2 separate regions of the Zea mays genome follow, and region 2 is linked to region 1. The links are chromatin contacts, called in public Hi-C maps. All regions are on one chromosome and are shown on one strand. Each heading gives the region's core, a stretch centred on a gene start, on an enhancer-like site or on the middle of the called end of the contact. The rest is flanking DNA. Distances are from core to core; before and after follow the strand shown.

The links. A called contact is a pair of places that touch in the nucleus more often than the background predicts.
Region 2: a Hi-C map of leaf shows a contact between it and region 1, with 2.3 times the contacts expected there. The contact joins the promoter of LOC100274676 here to the promoter of LOC100273625 in region 1. A contact is called at or near these places in 5 of 25 Hi-C or Micro-C datasets (ear, endosperm, leaf and 1 more).

What each region holds. Positions count from the first base shown.
Region 1 is chr10:65,331,608-65,338,625 of Zm-B73-REFERENCE-NAM-5.0, forward strand. LOC100273625 reads right to left here and starts at 5,683. Exons shown (of 8, transcript NM_001148041.1): 1 at 5,598-5,683; 2 at 4,882-5,168; 3 at 4,552-4,776; 4 at 4,268-4,459; 5 at 3,987-4,097; 6 at 3,807-3,882; 7 at 2,029-2,122; 8 at 1,607-1,939. The coding sequence starts at 4,917. The coding sequence ends at 2,034. LOC100381675 (GTP-binding protein ERG) reads left to right here. Exons shown (of 9, transcript NM_001361521.1): 9 at 1-128.
Region 2 is chr10:66,024,537-66,031,154 of Zm-B73-REFERENCE-NAM-5.0, forward strand. LOC100274676 reads left to right here and starts at 2,440. Exons shown (of 5, transcript NM_001148996.2): 1 at 2,440-2,628; 2 at 2,982-3,047.

The sequences.
Region 1 (7,018 bases), core at 4,433-6,932:
TGCTGATCTTCCAGTGTTCTGAGCACTACAAATTCCAGGATGGAATCTGGTGATCTACCTTGTAAAGTGCACGAACGTTGTGCAAGGGAAATCTATCACTTGCGGCCCTTTTGTTGGGTTTGATGATTTTATTCTGTCACATCGAAGCATTGAAGATCTTGCATTGCAATTCTACTACTAAAAGCTGCATGCAATGGCCATGACCAGTGACATCTGCGTGCGGGCGGCTACGGCTCCATTGCAAAAACTGGGAAGACTAAACTACAGGGCCGAAGAGTTCAAAAAGAGGTGACCCTGGCCCTGCTTGTACCCTCCCGCTTTTATCTTTGTTTCATTTTTTTTACTTAGAAAGCAGCTTTGTTCTTGCAATCGTTCGAAATGGAAAGCTAGAGGTCTGGGAAGACTTAGAAAGCAGCCCGTATTCAAAATAATTTCATGCAAATTTCTGCCTTTCTTGGGTAGATTTGCAGGTCTCGACAAGGCAAACTTAAAAAAAAAAGGGCATTGGCGAGTTTTTCGTAGTTTCATGAAAAACTTGAGAACTTGACCATAACACTGGCAAGGAAGCTGCAAATTTCTATTCGTGGCGTTTGATAGAGGGCTTGCACGTGGTCTCCATCAATCCAAGGATATCAATAATGCCCAAATACCATATTTGGTGAAACTTTTTGACTGAGAAGTATCAAATAGTCCACAAATAATACATTTTCACAAACTTTTTGACTGAGAATTATCCAGCAGTCCACAAATACCATAATTGCAAACATTTTGACCGAGTTTACACGGTAAAAACAACTCAACAAGCCAGTCCCAAACGTGGATAGAAAAAACTGGAGCACTATTGAACCAACGGTATAGAGCTAAGCGACCTATTGTTTCCGCCAACTTCCAACAACACATCATTTTCCCTTTTATTCATTTCATAATGATAAGAGTTCCTGTCAAAATTAATGAACATACATAGATTCAAAACTTCTGGTTTTTACACTAACAAAGTCACCCACCTTTCTTTGGGGGGTAACAGTAACATGGTTGGGCACTACTTTCTTGAAGAGCAGGGTACATACAAATCACAGCATATGACAATAGCACCTCGCAATGTCATCCTGTACCTCTCGACCAAAACTCCTTCCTGCCTAAGGTTTTCTGCCGACTCTAACAGCAAAAGAAAACCTCATCAAGAAAATTCTATTCGGAAAAAAACTAAGGGCTAGTTTGGGAACACTAATTTCCCATGGGATTTTCATTTTCCCAAGGGAAAATGAACTAATTTCCCTTGGGAAAATGAAAATCCCATGGGAAATTAGTGTTTCCAAACTAGCCCTAACAGAGATTCCCACCACAGAACCATTACCACCGCGTATCAACATGTGACTCCATTTGTTGGTCCTGCTCCAAACTCATTCTTTCGGTCCAAGCTAGCTTCAACTTCATCTCGAAGTCGGCCACTTCTCTGTATGTCAATTGTCAAGAACAATCGCTTGTTATATCAAAACACGGCAGTGTTTCATGCATGTCAACAGTAAATGGGTGGATCAAGCGACAGGCACAAGCACCAACCACAAAGTTCAAGCAGAACTGCAGAAAAAGATGAGTGGAAGCATTTAACAGAATTTATCGATTCAAAGTCCAGAAATCAGCTTATACTTATCAAAATGACAGTATATAAGCATCAATAACCTTGCTGTTTCATGTACAAAAACAGGCTTTTTCGATTGAGAAACAGGCCAGTAGCACAACAAAGAGCTGCGTGCATCAACCCATAAGATATCTTATGCCCTCACCTATCAATCTCCTCCCTCATTGCAGGATCAAGTCCATCGTCAAGGTCAGCATTGTCGAAGGGGTACTCGGTATCTTGCAAATTTTGACTTTGGCAAGGATGCCTAGAAATGTTACCATTATCTGCTTTGCACGGAACCACACAGGAAGCTCCCTCCTGAACTTACAGAAAAAAAATATAAGAATTACAGCATTCTCTATAAATTACCCCCAGAAAGGAAAACATAGTTTCAAGTTAACTCTCACCTTATTTACAGGTTCGGAGTTCGCTTTTGTGGGATTCTTAGCTTGATCTTTCCTTCTTTTATTCTTTTTCTTACTCTTAGAAGCTTTCCCACCTCTGGAATCTGTGAAATGGTTAGGGGGTGTTTGGAAGCAAAGTATTTTCGAAGTTTTGAGATAAAACCATGGTATTAAAGAATATCATAGTATTTTTTGCCAAGATGTGTTTGGCTACATTGTAAAAAACTTTGTTTTGTATACCATGATTTTGTAGATATCATTGTATTTTTGGATTATTGGAAACTCCATTCTAACCCAAAGTTTTTGTCTATGACTAGTATTACACATATATACCATGGTTTGAGATACTGTCTCCAAAAAGCGTATTGCTAGGAATGATGTAAAAAAATACTACGGTTATGTCATAACATCTTAAAACAGTAGGGCCTGTTTGTCAACAATGTTTCTCAAAACCATGGTTTTACAATATTATACGTTGCAATTATCATGACAATTCTGTGGTTTTGGTAGCTCCAAAAATATCAGGGCATGTTTGGCAACAAAGTTTTTAGATACTACAGTTTTGAAATACATTTGTTCATGGCAAAAAATACTAAGAACTGTTTGGCCGTGTGCTCTCTCATCTACAATCGTACGCATCACAGGCAGCGCTATGGCTGCTAAGCCTTTGAAAACTGAAGTCCAAGTGGAGTTTTCAAAACTGTAAAAATACTACGGTTTTAGATAAACCATGGTATTCGAAACTGCGTTTTACCCAGTACAAACAAACAGATTTTGGCTTCCTATACCATAGTATCATCCAATACTATATAGTATTCCTTCAAAACTGTAAAAATACTAAGATTCCAAACAGGGCCTCATGGTTTTGAGAAACATTGTTTAGATACAACATTGTAAATCATGGTATTAGACAAAAGCTAGTCTTGTTATAAAAACTTTAGGTTAAAGTGAAGTTTCCAATACTCTAAAAATACCATGGTTTTGAAAACACGGTTTTCAGGATTGCAATCAAACACCTTATGGCGTAAAATACTATGGTATTACTAAAAAAACCGAGGTATTGCCTAGAAACCACAAAAATACTTCACTGCCAAACAGGCCCGTAGTATTCCAAAACCATAGTTTTGAAATACTTTACTTCCAAACACGCGCTACATGAAGCCCAATAGTTTTTTATTAAAAAATCAACAAACTCATGCAATGATTTGTTGTGCCACACGACACACGTTTTTGCAGCCTTTCTTGGGAGAGGGAGATGGGGTTTGTTCAGGGAGGGGGAGGGGGGTTAATTTCTTAAGGACAGGCCAGAAGGGACAGGAAGCAACTTAACAAAAATAATCATGTGCTCCTACCATGCCTAGTTAAATTTTCTTTCAAAAAGCAACCAGTCTACCAATAAAAAAGGTTTGAAAAAATACAGCCGCTGATTCTACAAAAGCTCGTGACACAAGGATAGCCCACTGTAATAGTCTTGAGCGTCTGCTAAAACTGCTTATAAGTTCATCCATAGTAGCTAAATAGGTTGGTCCAGGGCAACAATTTTTTGTTGTATTATGACCGTTCAATATTAATCAACTGGTCTAATGGAGAACAACATTATCTTTGCACAATTTTCGCCATTTGAAACTCAAATCTTAGCTTCTTTCTGAAAACACCAAAAACTGATATTTTCTGGAAACTACAATAATATTTATATTTTGATGTAGGTATTATTTTGTGCAAACACCACACACTTTAATTGTTCAATGTCAAGATTTTAAATATTCGATAAAGTCACTAACCTCCATCTCCATTTATAAAACAAAGTAACTCATCCAAAGATCTCTCGTCTTTTTGTTCTTCTTGTGTTTGAACATCCTGAAATAAAGCGAACCTCAAAAATAAACATAAAACTAGAACAAAAAACTGATGAAGTACGATACATCATTGAACACAACACATAGTAAATAAATGAGAAGTACCTTTAGTTTCTGGCGTTCCTGCAGTTCTTTCCGCTTCTTTGCATACAATCGGTTCAATAAACGAATTGTAGGATCATCATTTAAATTTTTTAGTGGCTCCAGTTTCTCTTCCTGGCAAATAGGTGTCAAATGTGTCAACATCTAAAAGGAAATGATTCACTTTATCAAGCTGAGTTTGTGTTAATGAAATCTGTCTTTTTTTAGCTCCAGATGGGGGAATTGTACTCAGGGAGATCAAGAGAACCTTTTCCTATACACGACTATTCAAGTGGTACTCTTACCTCTGTTAAGTCATCTGGTAAATGGAAAATATCTCTAACTTCATCAGGTGTTTTTCCTCCAATGATTCGAGCAAGTGCTCCACAAGTAAGATCAACTAGTGGCCTTAACTGCAGACCAAGGGCTGCAGAAGCCAACTTACACAGTTTTTCTGTGTCTATCCTGACAAACTTTTCATCGAATGACTTCCGCTCCTACAAATGTAGGAAATCCATGATAAGATATGCTCGAACAAATATAGATTCAACAAACAAAACTTTCAAGATGAATATAAAGTGCAGCAAACCTTGTTTGAGCGCCCAGGGACCTGATGAAACCGACAATAATCAAGAATCAAACTCAAACTTGCCGGATTAACTCTTTCCGGTAGAACTATAGCATGATTCTTAGATGACCCTGTCCCATTTTTCATTATTTCCCGACATATCATAGGGCAGAACATGGCAACTTCTTCCTCCACTTGTTGTATGGAGCCATCAAAGCACTGAAGCCAGATATAAGTTTTCAATGCCTGTCAGAGTTCACCAAAAAACTTGATTTAGGCCCAAATGATGCAATGAAGATAAGAACACAACATTTCCTCTCTAATTAACAGAAACAGCAATGGAAAATGTACCTCTGGTTTTATTACTGCTAACTCGCTCTCTGACATGATTGCCCCACACCAGGAAAATAATGATGATAACAGAACCAGATACAGGAGAAAATTACAAAGAATTCCTTTCAGGCATAGAACCACAACTGGGCTCTCCAATGCCCAACAGCAGCTCAGTGAACTTTATCCTCTAGAACATATATGTGCACACCTTGTTTCGCCTTCAGATTGGAGAATGACTTTCTGCCTTCAATGTATAATGAGCTGCAAAATTTCACAGGAACACAAGGTTCACCGTATTTGATAACCTAAAATAAAGGAAGAAGAAGGCAAAGATGCGCAAGTTAAGGGATTTTACCAACTACATAACAAATGTGAAGAAAAATAGGGCAGATAGAATCAGGGGTGGACCTAGTAAAGGAAATGGGTACACCCGATAATTTTTTGCAAAGCAATTGAAGTTAGTAACAAAAATACATGCCTACACACTTGTAATGAGATTCAGATCCGAATACGGATAGGAAATTAGGGTTTGGGCGCAAGGTTTCGCACACAGCAAAAAGAGAAGACCAAGGAGAAGGCATATGGTGGTGCTCGTCGGCGGCGGAGGGGAAAAAGTAGGGAGGCAGCGACGTCCGTCCCAGGCGTCGGTGGGTGGGGGTTGCGCGCACGCTGGGCCGCTAGGGGTGATGGATGAAGACAAGGCAAGGTTGCAGCATACAGCTACAGGTGAGTACCTGCGGGTTGGGAGGAAGCGATTGACGCCGTTGCTAGGCGTACCTGCAGCGGCCGGAGAGACGGGAACGGAGAAACTCCGAGCGATAACAAACGGCGGCGGCGGCGGCGGCGGCGAGGATAGAACGATTTCAGGCTCGGTCGGCAATGGCACGTCCAACGGTCCAACCCAATCGTAACGGCGCGGGGCCATGGGCCTGTGCCAGTGGGCCTGCATCAAGCTGCCGCCAACCCCATGTCCGATTATTTTAACTTTTTTTGTAAAAGAAAACACATACTATTATCGCGTTCGAACTATATGGTAGTGGTAGGTATAACTAAAATAAAAGATAAAACATATAATCAAAGCACACAATATAAATATTTAAACCTAAATACAATAGAGCTACAGATTCTTATTAATAGTTTTATCAAGGTATCATTAAGCGTGCAATCTTCTCTCTAGTCTTCATTAGAGAATTTGGAGCCACTCCCAAAGACCCTACAGAAAGGCTAAACTCCATATCAAATAACTCGTGGATACCTCGGGTCTTCTCCGCGCACAGTGGTGTTTCGATGTGACCTCTCCCAAATACTCTTCACTATCTTCACAATCGAGTTTTTCAACCAAAATGTCGCGTCTCTCCATTATATGGTGGCGGCCACACCACAAATACAGTTGTTACGATCTTGCACTACTATAAACCCCTATGGTGTAACTCATACAATGATGCGTATGGGTAAGAGGTGTTCTAACCTACATCTAACATTAGGCCTAAACCTAGGGCAAACACTATATGTGGTGGTCTAACACTCTAACTGTCGGGGGGTAATAATTAGGGATACCTGAAATATCCCCCGAAGAACGCACTCAGAGAGATAAGAACGAAACCCTCGAGGGGAAACGACTGAGGCCTCTCCCCGAGGATCTCCTGCCTAGGGTGGAACTCCGCCTCGCCCGAGGTCGCCACCGCCCCGACTGTCTTGTTCGAGCCAATCTCAGGCAGATAAGACAGAAGCGCCCGATAACAGGAAGGGAACACCTGCATTTAATGCGCGTACCTACCCAACGATGCGGCAGCAGAGCACAGTGGTTGACAAGACGACAATCACATCTGGACGCAACAACATGATTACGTCTCCGCTACAGTACGCGCACGCCGCCTGCCATCCCCCGATGGGACATCTAATACGACAAGCAGAGCAGACCGGCCCTCGGGCGCATTTCTCCGCCTCGCCCGACGCCGAGTCCAATCCACGGGCGCAATCTCCGCATCGCCCGATGCCGAGTCCGGCCCTCGAGCAATTTCTTCGCCACGCCCGACGTCGAGTTTAGACCTCAAATGAATTCTTCGCCTCGCCCAAGCTCAGCCTCGGCCACCTACTCCTCTACGAATCCCGCGGACGACCACTCCGCCAAAACTGTGGCGCACGTCAAGGGATG
Region 2 (6,618 bases), core at 1,190-3,689, 690 kb after region 1:
ATCCACGGCGAAGATTGGACTTCGCACCATCTGGCCGCCCAGGGTAGGCATCCGGCGGGGGGGTCACTTCGCCTAATGTCCAACCATGTGCCAAGGGCCACACCCCGTAGGCAATGAATTCCTCCACCAGGTCACGCCCCGCTACCTAGGCGGGCCGCATATCGGAGGGCCCCTTCGTCTCTGTCTTCTTTCGCCACCTTGAATCGAGGAAACTCCACATTACAATGTGAGCACAGGATGGCAGGAGGCAGACTCGACAAGCCTTCGACATCCCCGGGGGCCACATAGAACCAAAAGTCCCACAGTTGCCCCACTTATTCCTAGCATAGAGGACTATCTCGACAACCTCAGCCAAGGTCTTCCCAGTCCTCGGGGTGAAGGTGCATGATCCAAATTGGGCTATCTTATTACCTATCTTTCTCTTCTGCCAGTGCAAGCAATAATTCTTGGCAAAAACCTCCACAGATGACTGTCCGCTGTAGGAGGAGACTGCCCAAACATACTTCGCAAGCGCCACCACTGCGTTCGGCGTCAACTAGTGGACTTGCACCTCAAACCTTCGCAACACCTCCACTACGAACCGATGCATCGTGAGGCAAAGACCGACAGTGAAAAAGGCCTAAAAACTATCAACTCGCCCTCCGGCTCGGGGACCTCTTTCGCACCTGGGGCCCACCCGACACCGTTACCAAAGTAACCCAGCCGCTGCATCTCCAGCACGCGGGCCGAGAAAATCCTTGAGGTGCCAAACTCCACGGTGTGGCCGGGCTGCAACTCAACCACTGCCAAGTCGCTCAAGGTCTCCTCGGACAACGGCGTGGCCGGCGACGCACTCGCAGCAGACGAGGAAGAAGACATTGCAACGTACCGTTAACGACGGCACACAGTTTGCTTGATACGGGCTAGATCTCCGGCGCAGAATGAGCAAGGAGGGCAAGCGAGCAACTGTAAAAGCTAGGGTTTCTGCAACGCAAACTCAAGCAGGTAGCGGTCTCGGTCGAGGTCGGGTTTTTATAGGCGCGGAGCGACGCCTCGAAAAACCCGCAGTCCAACAGTAACACGTCCATCAACGGTCACATTTCAAAAACCCCCACGGGACCACTTCGAGTGAGGGCAGCGTTTTCACCATCTCACGGTAGTCTTCGACACCAGCTGACTTGGTCGAACTGGCCCCTCGGAGGGCAAATGTTGGGGCGAAGGCGAACACGCCACCCTTCGCTCGACGACACCTACCTCGCAACCGCACAGACGAAGGCCGCTCCTGCAGGCCCCGCCGGACAGATCGCGGACACCGTCCATACGAAGGCCTGTTCGGCCCCCTTCGCTCCAATGGGTCTTCAATGGGGCTCTATGCACTCAACAACGGTAGGGGGCAGGGGCTCGAGCCCCGCTCACCCCACCGCTACATGTCCCTGTACAAGGGAGAATAACATGCCTACACTACACTTAACGATTATGGAAACTGATGCTTTATAACAGTAGAGATTTGCTGTCTCTATGAATTACAGCTGCAACAGTTTAAACAGTAGGCTTTAATCCGAAGCGATTATATAGTGGTATAGATATAGACGAGAGTTCTTCAAGCGGATTTTTTTACCATGTGGGTTAGAGAGTTGCACATGAAAATTCTTTTATTTTCAACTATTTTAATTGTGCGTGGTCGCAACATACTAACACTGTTTCCACCGTCCCTGGCAAATAGTTATTAGTAGTTATTAGTTCCAAACCTATGTTCAGACCCACATAGCCAACAAAACACATGTGTCTTTGTGTTTTATTTTTTATATTAAAAAATTAAATGAAAATCGTACCAACGTACATACATTTTACTAATATATATACTGTTGAAATATTATATAAAAAACGCGAGGGTTATCCCGCCCGGTCAATCAAACTATGGCTATAGCCTATTGATGTGTACACGTAGCAGGTGTACAACTGCTGTAACAGCACTGCAGTAGTCCTACTTTACTACAGTAGGAGAATAGGAGTAAAGCGAACAGGCTTTTTCACTCGTTCTTTTCTTTATCTATGGCAGGACAGTTCCACCTCCACCTCCAAGTGCTTCCTTGTTTTGGCGAAAAAAAGAGCAGAAGCACAGAAAATAGGGGGGAAATTAAGAAGCGTAGAAAACGGAAAATAACCCTTGAGCTGACATGTGGGTGTGGCTGGACGTAGTACAGTTGTACTTGTACGGTTGATCCTCGAGATGCGCTGTGCAGCCTGGGCTATCTTTTCTACTGCGCAGTGGGCCTCCACCATCCTTGGTCCACGCTTCCTCTCCGGCCCACCACGGGCTGCTGCTGCCTGCCTCTGCGTCTGCTAGTCTGCAACTGCAACCACAGCTCTGACCTCTCCTCTACGGCTCTACCAGACTCCAAAAGTCCCAAGTCCCAGCATCCCTCCCCCGTGGCGTTGGCGTGCCCCGTCCCCTCGTCCCCGTCTCGGTCTCAAAAGCCTCGCACACCAGTGCACCACCACCACGGGCCACGGCACCATCTCCAGACTCCCGAGGGGACCATCACCGCCGCCTGCCCTTCCTTCTCCCACCTGCACCGCCGCCTCCAATTCCCGCCCGCCCCACTGCCATTGTGCGCCCCCGGAATGGCGTCACGCGGAGGAGATCCGGTAAGCTCCGGCCTGATTTTCAACTCTCTCCTCCCACATCTTCTCCTGGGGCGGAGCATTTGAATCGAACCCCCCAAAATCGCCCTCCCTCGAACGGTAGCCCCCAATCCGTACAGATTGTGGCCGATAGATTGGTTGACTCACGTGCCCTGCGCTCGCTCGCTTTGGGGGTGCTAACCTAATCGGTGACCCTCCTGTACCTCGATTGGGGCCTCGTTCTCCTCAGCATTGACCTCAGCGGTTTCCTTTTAGACAATGCTGCTGGTTTGCTGGTTGTTTCCACCATTCACGAGCGTGTACCTGTGCCCGAGACGCCGAAGTGATGTTCCCCCACTTTTTGGTATGTTGTGCAGGTAAACCAACTCTAGCTGAAGTGACGAGTGGCAGCATTGTTCAACCGTGCGGCTTCTGCTTGGCTGGTAGGTGAATGCCGTTCGATTATAAATTGTTCCTGTATAGCGTTTCACCTGCCTGTATTCTTCTAGCGCCTATTGATAAAACTGTTATTTAGCTTGTTTGGTTGCGTCTGGATTAAAGTGGATTAGAGAGGATTCTATTCAATTTCGATTAGTGAGGGATTTAATCCCCCTCAATCCACTTCGATCCAGACGCAACCGAACACGGCCTAATGCGTGTCCATACCATGTGATCTTCTTGACAAGTTCAGTTATGAAGCCTTCATAAGGCAACCCATATGTTCCTGTGGTGCTTCCATATTTGAGTGAGTACAGTACACGATGCCTTTCCCTGAGTCTGCCCAATCTTTTTCAGTCCTCTTGATTCCCTTGTTGCGATGTTAGGGTGCGTTTGGTTGCCGGACAGTCAGGACAGAGACGTTCCTTGACGTCCTCTCTCATCCCTCCAATTTTCAGGAATAACTGGGGACAACATTGAGATAGTTCTGTCTCAACCCTTGACTCTGAACCAAACAACCTTATTTGAAAGATCGTCTCATCCCGTCCCGTCCTGTCATTGCAACCAAACACACTTAAGCAATATGGTAGGTCAGATCCTCATAGGAACATGTTGATGCAATTAAAACCAAACTTTTTTTACATCTAAACATAAATATTTAGAACTTGAGATCACAAACCTGTGTAATAACAAAAAACTATGATTTGGGTTGACTTGGAAGTTTTGGAAATTATATTTGCAAAATCTGGCATTTCTGGTAACTTAAAATATGCCTTGAAAATAAAAGTTACGCAACCTAGGGCCCAACTAGAGTCTATATTAGCTATGTAGCTACTCACTTGTTGCTTGGTGATTATATGAGCATTGTGAAGTGAGTAACTCAAGGCTGGTTGTAATTGCATACAAATATGCCATCTATGGGCTATGGCTGCTGCCCACACAAGCTAGTTGGACACCTGGGTACTCTGTTGTCACTCTAGGTGCTAGGTGCCAAAACGCTGCCGCCTAGGACACCTTTCCTGCCTAATAGAACACTGGTCGATCGATTAAGTCTTTCCATCGCTGAAGCAATAAGAGTTCCTTTCCCGAACGAACTCTCAAAAGCTTGTCTCCATTGTTTGCATGTTGTGCGAAAGTCTCCCAAGATTGGCAGTTGTGGTGTTGAGGATCCATAATCCCTGAAAGGCTGCCAAGGTGATGAGAATATCTAAACCCTAAAGGCAGTGCAAGAGTGGAAAAAATATGAGGGATCCATAATCCCTCATATTTTTTCCACTCTTCATTCTTTCCAACCTGTGATGTGCTATTTTTTTGCAGCACCTAATCCCTCAGTTCATTTTCCACTCTTCATTCTTTTTTAATCTGTGCTACTTTCATTTGAGCCATGTTATCGTAAATGTTCAAATGGACTAAACAATCACCTAGCGTCTATCAATTTATTCAAGCTAAAAGTCCATTTAAACGGACTAAACAGGATCAACAAGCCATTGTGTAGAGGTGTGTAAATGGGCTAAACGGCCGTGTAGGCGACAGTTTTGAGGCCAGCGTTTGAAATTGTAATCTGTTGAGCTGTTAGTTGCTTAGCTTTTAGGATCTCTTGAAACTTGGTAATGCTTTATGTTGCAAAATCTTGGAATTAATTTTTAAATAGCAATTATCGATTGTTATGGAAAATATCCAACAATGTGATTACTGAATTGAGGTATGAGCTAGTGAGAATTCACCCATGCCTAGTTTTGGTGATCCTATCATGTTTAGGGTAATGTGTGATGTTGTATAAATAGGAAGTCCTAGTCTATGCATATGTAGTTATGTCAGTGAAATTAAATATTACTTTATGAAATTCCTTTCAAGGCAATGATTCTATAACAGCAGAGCTGTTGGGTGAATTTATATAAACATTGTAGATGTGCCTCATAAGTTTCAAATTTGTAGAAACTAGAAACGAGATAGATGTACCTCATAAAGTGATGTATCATTGAAGATTTGAAGAGAATCTAGCTTCAGTTTTAAAACAGCGTCTAGGCAACATGTCATTTGTGTGGTATCCACCCAGTTTTGTCGCTCGGTCCGTGCCCTACAGTGTGACAATGGCCGCGAGTTCGACAACCACGTCTCCCGTTCTTTCTTTTTCACTCATGGCGTCCAGTTGCGTCTCTCGTGCCCCTACACCTCTGCCCAGAACGGTCGGGCCGAACGCACGATTCGCACCACCACCAATATGATTCGCTGCCTTCTCTTCCAGGCAACTCTCCCTGCCAGCTACTGGGCAGAGGCCCTGCACACCGCTACACACCTCCTCAACCGTCTTCTGTCGAAGGCGGTGAGCCACCCTACTCCCCACTTCGCCCTGTACGACACAACCCCCTCCTATGACCATCTTCGCATGTTCGGTTGTGCCTGCTATCTTAACACTTCTGCCACTACTCCTCATAAGCTATCTTCTCGCTCCACTCGCTGCCTCTTCCTTAGCTACTCCCCTGACCAAAAGGGGTATCATTGACTTGACCTCGTCTCCCACCGCATCATCATCTCACGTCACGTCGTCGTAGACGAAGATGTGTTTCCCCTTGCTGGCTCCTCCCCACCCACCGATCTGGACTCCCTCCTTGAGTCTGATCCGGTTCCCCCTCCAGCCCAGGCACCCTGCCTTGCGCCGTTGCTCGCACCATGTGCGGTCTCGACGCCTCCGCTCTCGCCTATTCCCGTGCCATGCGTGGCCGCGTCGACCCCACCTACGCCACACGTGGCCCCGTCGACCCTGCCTGCGCCACGCGACGCCCCGTCGATCCCGCCTGCGCCACACACAGCCCCATCGACCACACCTACGCCATTCGCGACCCCATCGACGAGCGCGAGCCGCTTTGCCGACCCCACCCACGTCTACCACCGCAGTGGGCGCGCCACTCCCTCGGCGCCCACTGACCTGGGCCCATCGACGAGCGCGGCTCGCTTCGCCGACTTCGCCGTCGTCTATCACCGCTACGAGCCGGCCATGCCCGTGGCTCCCGACGTCCCGGTGGCCCGCTCCGAGCCGCTTGTGTACCACCCGGTCGCCATCCATCGCGACCCCGGGCACGTCGACTCGATGGTGACTCAGTGCGCCGCCGTCGTTTTCTGCCCCGTCGACCGGCTGATCCTAGCAGCTGATACGACTACCACTCCTCTGGACGCGTACCCGGTACTCTTCTTCGTTCGCACTGCCCTCGCCGACCCACACTGGCGTCGCGCTATGGAGGAGTATGCGGCCCTGCTGGCCCACCACACCTGGGACCTGGTGTCATGTCTACCAGGCACCAACGTGGTCATCGACAAGTGGCTCTTTCACCACAAGCTAACCTCGGACAGCTCTCTCGACAGCTACAAGACCCGTTGGGTGCTTCGGGGCTTCACCCAACGCCCCGGAGTGGACTACGATGAGACCTTCAGCCTCGTCGTCAAGTTCGCCACCGTTCACGCTGTCCTCTTCCTCGCCCTCTCCCGGGATAGCGCGATCCATCAGCTCGACGTCAAGAATGCCTTCCTCCACGACACTCTGACGAAGACTGACGAAGATTGTCTACTGCAACCAGCCCA